Regions from separate parts of the Pan troglodytes genome. Here region 1 is linked to region 2. The links are chromatin contacts, called in public Hi-C maps. All regions are on one chromosome and are shown on one strand. Each heading gives the region's core, a stretch centred on a gene start, on an enhancer-like site or on the middle of the called end of the contact. The rest is flanking DNA. Distances are from core to core; before and after follow the strand shown.

Region 1 (5,251 bases), core at 2,005-4,504, 460 kb after region 2:
AGGTGAGGAAAAAAAAAAAAATTAATAGCCTACTGATAACATAAACAGTCAATTAACACATAGGCTAGTGTCTACAATTTTTATGCACTCATATGACATACCTAACTTTTCCTTATATTTTTTTTTTCAGTATTTCTAGTCATAGGGATCTGAGAGTTTTTTCAAATTGTTGCAAGTGTCCACAAATATTTTCAGTATATTGAATGAAAAAAGTACACATGTAAGTGGACCTGCCCAGCTTGAAGCCAGTGTTGCTAAGGGTCAGCTGTGTTTTCATCTGACCCATTTGAGAGGAGGTTGCATACATCATGTCTTCATTACTTTGGTCTGTATTCCTTCTTTTCTTTTTTTTTAATAAATGAGACAGGGTCTTGCTGCATTTTCACAGGCGGTGATCCCTCTTCTGATCAGCATGAGAGTTTTGACTTGCTTTGTTTCCTACCTTGGCTAGTTCACCCCTCCTTAGGCAACCTGATGGTCCCTAACTCCCAGGAGGTCACCATATCAATGCCGAACTTAGTGTGGACAGCCGATTGGCATAGTGCACTACAGCCCAGAACTGGGCTCAAGCCATCCACCCCAACCTAGTAGCTGAGACTGCAGGTGCACGGCACTGTGCCAGGCTCGGTGTGTACTCTTTTTTTTTTTTTTGAGAGAAGTCGCACTCTTGTCCCCCAGGTTTGAGTGCAATGACTTTATCTCGGCTCACTGCAACCTCCGCCTCCCCGGGTTCAAACGATTTTCCTGCCTCTGCCTCCCAAGTAGCTGGGATTAAGGCGCCTGCCACCATGCCTGGCTAATTTTTGTATTTTTTAGTAGAGACGGGGTTTCACCATGTTGGCCAGGCTGGTCTCGAACTCCTGACCTCAGATGATCCGCCCGCCTCAGCCTCCCAAAGTGCTGGGATTATAGATGTGAGCCACCGCGCCCAGTCGGTGTGTACTCTTTTTGAGACGGAGTCTTGTTCTGTCGCCCAGGCTGGAGTGCAGTGGCGTGATCTCGGCTCACTGCAAGTTCTGCCTCCCAGGTTCAAGTGATTTTTTTGCCTCAGCCTCCCAAGTAGCTGGGATCACAGGTGCACACCACAACATCTAGCTAATTTTTGTATTTTTAGTAGAGACAGGGTTTCACCATGTTGGTCAGGCTAGTCTCAAACTCCTGACTTTGTGATCCGCCCACCTCGGCCTCCCAAAGTGCTAGGATTACAGGTGTGAGCCACCACAACTGGCTGATTCTTAAGAGTAAAGATATTAATGACAGTAAAGTTATTAAATTTAAAACTTGATATAATGCTATTATCTACTGCACATTCAGATTTTGTCACTTGTCCCAACAATATTCTTTCGTCCAGTTGAGTTTCTAGTTCAGGATCTGATCTGGCCTGGGATCATATTGCATTCTCTTGCCATGTGTCTTTAGTTTCCTTTAGCCTGAAACAGTTTCTCAGCCTTTTTTTGCATTTCAGGATCTCAGTATCTTTTTGTTTTTGTTTTTGAGACAGAGTTTCGCTCTGTCACCCAATCTGGAGTGCAGTGGCGCAATCTCAGCTCACCACAACCTCCACCTCCCGGGTTCAAACGATTCTCCAGCCTCAGCCGCCCAAGTAGCTGGGACTACAGGTACGCGCCACCACACCTGGCTAATTTTTGTATTTTTAGTAGAGTCGGGGTTTCACCATGTTGGCCAGGCTAGTCTCGAACTCCTGACCTCAGGTGATCCACCCGCCTCAGCCTCCCAAAGTGCTGGGATTACAGGTGTCAGCTACTGCGCCCGGCCCTCAATATGTTTTCAATAAAACATTTTTAAAATGAAAACTGTGTTCATACTCTACAAACTGTTCGGTTTTAAACCTTGCATTTTTTTCCCATTGAAGAGTAAATCTTGGCCATCTTTCCCTGTCCACACAGACAATATATAGATCTAGCTCAGTTAAAGTTGTTTCTTAATAGTTAATCATTGTGAATTGATTTTTTCAAGAATAGGGTTTCCAAAAAAAAATCGAGGAATGTAAAAGGGGATACAGTGTAAAGTCTTCTTTAGACACCCACCCACCCCCCCCCGCCCCACCCATTTTTCACATATACCCTCCCCAGCATGTGAACCCACTGGTACTCGGGGTTTCATCTCTTTTTTTTTGTTTTTTTTTAACTTGTATGTCTTGGGGGTCTTTTTATTTATTTAATTTTTTTGAGACAGAGTTTTGCTCTTGTTGCCCAGGCTGGAGTGCAATGGCATGATCTTGGCTCACCACAACCTCCGCCTCCCAGATTCAAGTGATTCTTCTGCCTCAGCCTCCCAAGTGCTGGGATTACAGGCATGCGCCAGCATGCCCGGCTAATTTTGTAGTTTTAGTAGAGACAGGGTTTCACCATGTTGGTCAGGCTGGTCTCGAACTCCCGACCTCAGGTGATCTGCCCTCCTTGGCCTCCCAAAGTGCTGAGATTACAAGCGTGAGCCACCATGCCCGGCCTTGGTGGGGATCTTTTTATGGTACTACCAAGAGAGCTTCTTTGTACTTTTATATTGTCTGTAGTCATTGTATGACTGTACCATAATTGATTTAACCTAGTCCCTCCCTTTGGTGGACATGTCGTTACTTTTGCAGCTTTGTATTTAGTGGCTGTAATGGCTGTCTAGTATTCTGATGCAGGGGTTTGGGTACCCTGCTTTAATTTAGCCCATCTTCCTGTTAGTGGCTGTGAAAGTTGTTTCCTGGAACAGATAATGCGGCTTGTCTTTTTTCCATTTACTGGAGTAACTTGGAGATCTTTTTGTAGCCCCACATATGGATCTCCTGTGCAATTTAGCCACTCCTACTCCCCATTGGAGCACATTTTCCGTGCTGGCATGAGCATTTTGCACATAGAATTTTGCATTCTTGTGGGAATGTAGTTGTATTCCTTCTTGAAAGCTAGATTCTAAGTCAAAGGTATATTTTTAAATTTTGATAGCTACCACCAAGACTACACTCCAAACAGGTTGCAGTAATTTAACTTGTCACTGTGTGACAGTGTTTGCCAAAGTCTGTTCTTTCAGAGTATGAGGTTCTTTTGGTATGTGGCAGTATGGAACTCTAGGCCTTGACTCTTGCTTCAACCAGAACATCTCTGCATCCAGTCTTAAGATTCCTTATATAGTTTCTTTGTTCAGAAGATACCACAACTTTAAAAAGGCTCAGGGTGAGGAGTTGGTGGGGGTGTAAAAATCATTGGTCTCCTGGAACAAGAGGGGAGGACATTGGTGTCAAATATCAAGTCCTCAATTTGCAAAACAAAAAGGTAAAACAGCCTTCCAAGTGGAGAACAGAATAACCCATTTCAGCAAACCATAAAGAGTATGATACTTAGAGCCTAGGGACAACAGAAACAGGTGTGAGACACCAGGCTATAAAAATGGCAGGCTCTGAATTATGCCAGGCTTCAGGAGTTTGGGTCTTTAGGCCTGGGACTGACACAGGAGTGTTTCAGCAGGAACAACAACACAACTCCACTTGCCTTTTGGACAGATGGCTCTGTTGGTGGTAGATGGGTTGGTTGAGGGCGCCGGTTTCTGTGCATTATGGGAAGTTCCTATAGTGAAGCTGGTGGCCATAAGGAAGGCTAACTAACACCCACAGTCATACCTGCTCTCCATGGTCTTTTTTTTTTTTTTTTTTTTTTTTTGAGAAGGAGTCTTGCTGTTGCCCGGCTGGAGTGCTGTGACACGATCTCGGCTCACTGCAACCTCCAACTCCCTAGTTCAAGTGATTCTCCTGCCTCAGCCTCCTGAGTAGCTGGGATTACAGGCACTCGCCACCATGACCAGCTAATTTTTGTATGTTTAGTAGAGACGGAGTTTCACCATGTTGGCCAAGATGGTCTTGATCTCTTGACCTCATGATCTGCCCGCCTCGGCCTCCCAAAGTGCTGGGATTACAGGCGTGAACCACCACATCCAGCCGCTCTCCATGGTCTTGACGTGGGTGCATGCTTAGAGATGAACAGGCATGAGGGCCTCTGACACAGAGCTGTGCCCTGTGAGCACTGAGGAGGTTAATGAGGAAGCTCCTCAAGGGAGGGTGCTTCTGTCGCTTCTTGAAGGGCAATTCCCAAGGTGGTCACCTGAATAGAGAAAGAAATTATACTTTCATATCAGAAAGCGAACCTTGTATTTTGCTTCAGTCTGCTATCTAATCTCAAGTTTTGAGCCTTTTCTTCTCTGAGATGGGCATTTAGAAAAATATTTAACAAACGTTTTAAAAATATAAATTTTAAAAAGGCAAAAAAACACTAAGAAAAAAAAGAGCCTCTCGTATCCTGCAGCCAAAGCAATGTTTCCAAAACACAGTTTTGAGCAGGCTGCTCCTCTATTCAAAATAAGTCAGACACTCTGCTCTGCCACCAGCATCAAGTTCAAATTCCTGCGGTAAATTAGAGTCCCTCACATGCCGAGGTAGGCCGTGTCCCCTCCCACCACTTCAGTCCCAGCCCCTTATTTCTAGCACAGTGCCTGACATCTTGCAGTGATAGCTCACATTCCTTGTGTGCTCACCGTGTATTAAATGTACTAGCCCATTTAACAGTTAGAATAAACATAGGCTGTATAAAATATTATTACCCCGCCCCCCTTTTTTTGATAAAGAAACAAGATGAAATAACTTAACCAAGGCCACAAGTTAGTAAATGGTAGAACTGAAGCCATCCACCTTCTAAAATGGGATCATAGGCTAGGCGCAGTGGCTCACACCTGTAATCCCAGCACTTTGGGAGGCTGAGGCGGGTGGATCACCTGAGGTCAGGAGTTCGAGACCAGCCTGACCAACATGGAGAAACCCCGTCTACTAAAAATACAAAATTAGCCGGGCGTGGTGGCACATGCCTGTAATCCCAGCTAATTGAGGCAGGAGAATCGCTTGAACCCGGGAGGCGGAGGTTGTGGTGGGCCGAGATTGCGCCATTGCACTCCAGCCTGGGCAACAAGAGTGAAATTCCGTCTCAACAAAAAGAGGGGGGATCTTAATTACTAACTTTAGCAATTCAATAAGTAGTTGTTACAGAATAAATGAATGTGGTCCCTGCATGGCTCTTCAGCTGTTCCTGAACTACTTCCCCCTCATCTTTTATGCCTCAGCCAATCTGACCTTATGTTCTGTCACTGCTAGGCTTATATACAAGCAACTGAGAAACCTCAGAAACTTGCTTCTAGGTAGGTCATCTTACTGAATTATGATAGAGTGTCCTTGTCTCATTCCCCACTGGTCGCTAAGCTCTGT
Region 2 (5,157 bases), core at 1,228-3,727:
ATCCCACCAGGGGCCATGCCCCCGCAGCAGCTTATGCCAGGACAGATGCCCCCTGCCCAGCCTGTGAGTATCTAGTCCCACCCACCAGGTCTCATATAAATAGTGAGAATACAGGACTAGAAAGGGACCAGTTGGGGGGCTGCTGTAGGTTGGGTGGTCTGGGCAGGCCCCCTGAGGAGGTGGTACTGAATGAGGAAGTAGCAGTGGGGGTGGGCCCTGGGCAGAGGAATTGGCATGCTGGTTGGAGGGTACGGAAGGTTAGGGTAGGCTGGAGTGGTGCCAGCACCTAGATTGATTCCATGAGCTATTGAGTGCCTCCTTATGTGCCAGGCCCCGTTCTGCACTGTAGGGCTGCAGCAGGGACTGAGATAGAAACCTCTGCTGTCCTGTGGCCTATAGTCTGTAGGGACAAAGAGGTGGGAGGCAGACAGGCAACAGACAACAATATGTGGTATGTTGGGTGGAAGTACCAGAGTGAATTCAAGCAGGGTGAGGGATGGAGGAAGTGGCAGTACTATGGGTCTCCCACTGGACTCAGGGCTCTTGTGCTCACCGACTCCCCTACACCCCCGCAGCTTTCTGAGAATCCACCAAATCACATCTTGTTCCTCACCAACCTGCCAGAGGAGACCAACGAGCTCATGCTGTCCATGCTTTTCAATCAGTAAGTGGGGCCTGTGGCTGGGTGGTCCCTGGAGCGTGATGGCCAGGAGGCATCTCCATGGAAGCAGGCCTCAGAACTCTGCCAGCAGAGCTCTGAGCCAAGTAGGGCTTTGCAGAAGGGACAGCGACCAAAGATGTGAAAGGAGGAGGCTGTGGCTGGGCCCATGGCCTGTGGGGAACATGGGGATGAGGCTGGAAAGGTCTCCATGGCCAGGGCTTGCCGGCTTTTTTCAGCCTTGTTTGAGGGCTGAGGGAGTCCAGGCTCTGGGCCTCATTTTCCCAGCCCCTAAAATGGGGGCATGCAAGGCAAGGTATGTGTAAAACTGCATCGAGATGTCCTTGAACATTGGCTAAGACTGGCAGAAGTCAGCGTGCTCAAAAACAGCAAGTGTGGGAGATGGGGATGCGTGAAACTCTTGTGCCTGGCGTCAGGGTGGAGGCCGGTGCAGCCGATGTGTAGAGGGGCTGTTCACCATTGTTGAGTGAAGTCGTGGGTGTGGGTGAGTTCATCTGGTGGTTCTGTTTCAGGGGCTGTGAGTGGGGCATTCGTCAGTGTTTGTGGTGGGGAGTTGGAGGCTGTCTGGGAGAAGGGATGGCTACATGCAGCATCTCACCATGCTGCACTGCGTGGCACTTAGAAGAACAGAAAGCGCAACTTTATAATAGTGCCGAGAGAAGATTGTGAGAACCTGAAAAATACAGAAAAATGATACCACATGTGCAGCCTGTCCACAAAGCTGTATATTTTGTGAGAATGCCGATGGAAAAAAGGATACCTAGTAAACATGAGGATGGCTGCTTAATGGAGAAAGAAGTATGCAATGAGAAGAGGGAAATTAGAGAAACAGCATATCAGAAAAGTGAGGGTAAGGCCGGGTGCGGTGGCTCACGCCTAAAATCCCAGTATGTTGGGAGGCTGAGGCAGGTGGATCACTTGAGGTCAGGAGTTCGAGGCCAATGTGGGCAACTTGGTGAAACCCCTTCTCTCCTAAAAATACAAGAATAAAAATGGAAAAAGTGAGGGTATTGGTTATTTTTTTGGTGTGGCGGGTGGGTTATGATTTAGGAAGGGCCCAGGAGACTGCAGTGTACTGTTTCTTGATTTAGGTTGCAGTTGCATGGGTGTTTGTGTTTAAATTTTTCATTAAATGCTATGTTTACATTAGAGTTTTTCAACTTAGTACTATCTGCATTTTGGGCTGGATAATTCTGAGTAATGGGGCCCTGCCCTGTGCATTGGAGGCTATTTGGCATCATTTCTGGCCTCTGTCCACTTGATGCCGTTACGTTAGGGGGAAATGCTGAGTCCCTGAGGTCTGTCGTTCTCTTTCAGGTTCCCTGGCTTCAAGGAGGTCCGTCTGGTACCCGGGCGGCATGACATCGCCTTCGTGGAGTTTGACAATGAGGTACAGGCAGGGGCAGCTCGCGATGCCCTGCAGGGCTTTAAGATCACGCAGAACAACGCCATGAAGATCTCCTTTGCCAAGAAGTAGCACCTTTTCCCCCCATGCCTGCCCCTTCCCCCGTTCTGGGGCCACCCCTTTCCCCCTTGGCTCAGCCCCCTGAAGGTAAGTCCCCCCTTGGGGGCCTTCTTGGAGCCGTGTGTGAGTGAGTGGTCGCCACACAGCATTGTACCCAGAGTCTGTCCCCAGACATTGCACCTGGCGCTGTTAGGCCGGAATTAAAGTGGTTTTTTGAGGTTTGGTTTTTCACAATCATTTGTCTGTCTGATTTTCTTGCTCTTCATGGTTCCTTTCCCTCCACCTCAGCAGCACATCCTGGGTTTTTGGACCTCTTGGCATTTTGAGGTTTGCAACCTTGGGGAAACATAGGATAGTGTAGTAATATTGTTCAAACTCAGGTTACAATTACTACTTTGGCAGTTTTGTATGTTGTCCCAATTCACAGCAGGAAATGGAATCCTGGGTCAGGAAATGGAAAGTCAGGGCTGCCACGTACAGTTAGGCAGGATGGGTACTGCACAGGAATGGCACCTTTTAAGGGCACACCATTCACTTTGTAGGCTTACATGTTTATGCCACCACTTTTCTAACAGATGACAAGAGTGTTCAGGAAGAGGTGTTTCTTCACCTTTTTTTACTCTTCACAAAAGCGCAGCCTGTTGTAGCAATGGCCCCAGAGAAACCACAGTAGGTAGTTCAAACAGAAAGGAATTTAATACAGGAAACTTGGTGCTGCTGAAATCATGGGGAGTGTGGGTGGTAGGAGTGGCGGTCTGGGTTTGAGACTCTTGAGTTCGAGTTTGCAGCCCCTGAATGAGCTCCTAGCTAGAGTTCAGCGGGATGCCACTCTGGCTTCCGGCAGTGCCTGGACTCATTTGGTCACTCCTGGGAAGCTACTGACTTGATGCTGGTATGAGGGGTGTGGCCGCCTCACACACAGGTGATCTACTTTCCTGGCCAGTGGCCAGCCAGGAGCTTCAGGCAGGTGCCTGACCCCAATTCCCCTGCAGTGTCTAGCTGCAGGGAAGTCTAGGATATGTGACTTCTGGCTGTACAGCCACAAACGCAGCTGCAGCTCTGGATTAGAAAGGGAGATTGGGCAGGGTGGCTCACACCTATAATCCCAGCACCTTGGGAGGCCGAGGTGGGCAGATCACGAGGTCAGGAATTCCAAACCAGCCTGACCAACATGGTGAAACCCCGTCTCTATTAAAAATACAAAAAAAATTAGCCGGGCATGGGGGTGCGTGCCTGTAATCCCAACTACTCAGGAGGCTGAGACAGGAGAATTGCTTGATCCCAGGACGGGGAGGCTGCAGTGAGCCAAGATTGAGCCACTCCACTCCAGCCTGGGCCACAGAGCGAGACTCAAAAAAAAAAAAGGTTGAGTCAGGCGTGGTGTCTCACACCTGTAATCCCAGCACTTTCGGAGGCCGAGGCGGGCGCATCACCAGCGGCCAGGAGTTCAAGACAAGCCTGGCCAACATGGAGAAACCCCATCTCTACTAAAAATACAAAATTAGCCAGGCGTGGTGGTGTGCTCCTGTAATCTCAGCTACTTAGGAGGCTGAGGCAGAAGAATCATTTGAACCCAGGAGGCGGAGGTTGCAGTGAGTCAAGATCGTGCCATTGCACTCCAGCCTGGGTGACAGTGAGACTCCGTCTCAAAAAAAAAAGGAAGGGAGATTGGTTGGGGGGACCATCCTTAGGAGTTTGTCACATCCCTGTCCTGGGGAATTTTAAATTGACCAAAAATAATATGCACATGGCCCGGTGCTGTGACTCACACTTATAATCCTAGCACTTTGGGAGGCCGAGGTGGACAGGTTGTCTCAGCTCAGGTTCAAGACCAGCCTGGGCAACATGGTGAAACCCCATCTCTCTTAAAAATACAATGAATTGGCCAGGTGTGGTGGTTCATTCCTGTAATCCCAGCACTTTGGGAGGCCGAGGTGGGTGGCTCACCTGAGGTCGGGAGTTTAAGACCAGCCTGGCCAACATGGTGAAACCCCGTTTCTACAAAAATACAAAAATCAACCAGGCACGGGTGGCGGGTGCCAATCCCAGCTACTCGTGAGGCTGAGGAGGGAGAATCGCTTGAACCCGGGAGGTGGAGATTGCAGTGAGCCAAGATCACGCCATTGCACCCTGGCCTGGGCAACAGCAAGAATCTGTCTAAAAAAAAAAAAAATTAGCTGGGCATGGTGGTACACACTTGTCCCAGCTACTTGGGAGGCTGAGGCATAAGAATTGCTTGAACTTGGGAGGCAGAGGTTGCAGTGAGCCGAGATTGCACCACTGCACTCCAGCCTGGATGACAAAAAGAGTGAGACTCCATTTCAAAAAAAAAAAAAAGTGTGTGTGTGTGTGTGTGTGTATACATATATATATATATATGCGCATGCGCATATTACTTAAGACCCTTTCTCACACCAGGTACATGGAAAAAGGCAACCTTTTGGCAAAAAGTAGATCTACCACTAAATACAGTAGGCCAGGTGTGGTGGCTCACGCCTGTAATCCCACCACTCTGGGAGCCAAGGTGGGCAGATGACGAGGTCAGGAGATCGAGACCATCCTGGCCAACATGGTGAAACCCTGTCTCTACTAAAAATACAAAAATTAGTTGGGCGTGGAGGCGCGTGCCTGTAACCCCAGCTACTTGGGAGGCTGAGGCACGAGAATCGCTTGAACATGGGAGGCGGAGGTTGCAGTGAGCCGAGACTGCACCACTGCAATCAACCAGCCTGGTGACAGCGAGACTCTGTCTCAAAATAAATACATACATACATGAATACAGTAAAACATACTAAATTTTTCCTTGTTTTTTGAGATGGAGTCTTGCTCTGTTGCCCAGGCTGGAGTGCAGTGGCATGATCTGAGCTCACTGCAACCTCCGCCTCCCAGGTTCACGCGATTCTCCTGCCTCAGCCTCCTGAGTAGCTGGGACTCCAGGCACCCGTCACCATGCCTGGCTAATTTTTTTTTTTTTTTTTTGAGGCGGGGTTTTGCTCGTCACCCAGGCTGGAGT

What was found. Hi-C and Micro-C count contacts between places; a contact is called where the count stands out from the background.
Region 1: a contact with region 2 is called in a Hi-C map of induced pluripotent stem cells, with 1.9 times the contacts expected there. The contact joins the enhancer-like site here to the promoter of MIA in region 2. A contact is called at or near these places in 1 of 7 Hi-C or Micro-C datasets (induced pluripotent stem cells) and 1 of 1 datasets of contacts at active chromatin or transcription factors (stem cell-derived excitatory neurons).

Annotation. Positions count from the first base shown.
Region 1 is chr20:44,309,712-44,314,962 of NHGRI_mPanTro3-v2.0_pri, forward strand. All of the region lies in intron 7 of HNRNPUL1 (heterogeneous nuclear ribonucleoprotein U like 1), which reads left to right. Among named protein-coding and RNA genes, the nearest start is that of CCDC97, 21 kb to the right of the region's middle. Within about 2 kb of position 3,255, at least 1 of the 24 cell types and tissues checked has an H3K27ac peak or open chromatin away from gene starts, as enhancers often do. A contact at or near this core is called in induced pluripotent stem cells, where this site is marked.
Region 2 is chr20:43,847,143-43,852,299 of NHGRI_mPanTro3-v2.0_pri, forward strand. It overlaps MIA (MIA SH3 domain containing), which reads left to right and starts at 2,478. Exons shown (of 5, transcript XM_063801721.1): 1 at 2,478-5,157. SNRPA (small nuclear ribonucleoprotein polypeptide A) reads left to right here. Exons shown (of 7, transcript XM_054674163.1): 5 at 1-63; 6 at 576-664; 7 at 1,997-2,378. The coding sequence ends at 2,156.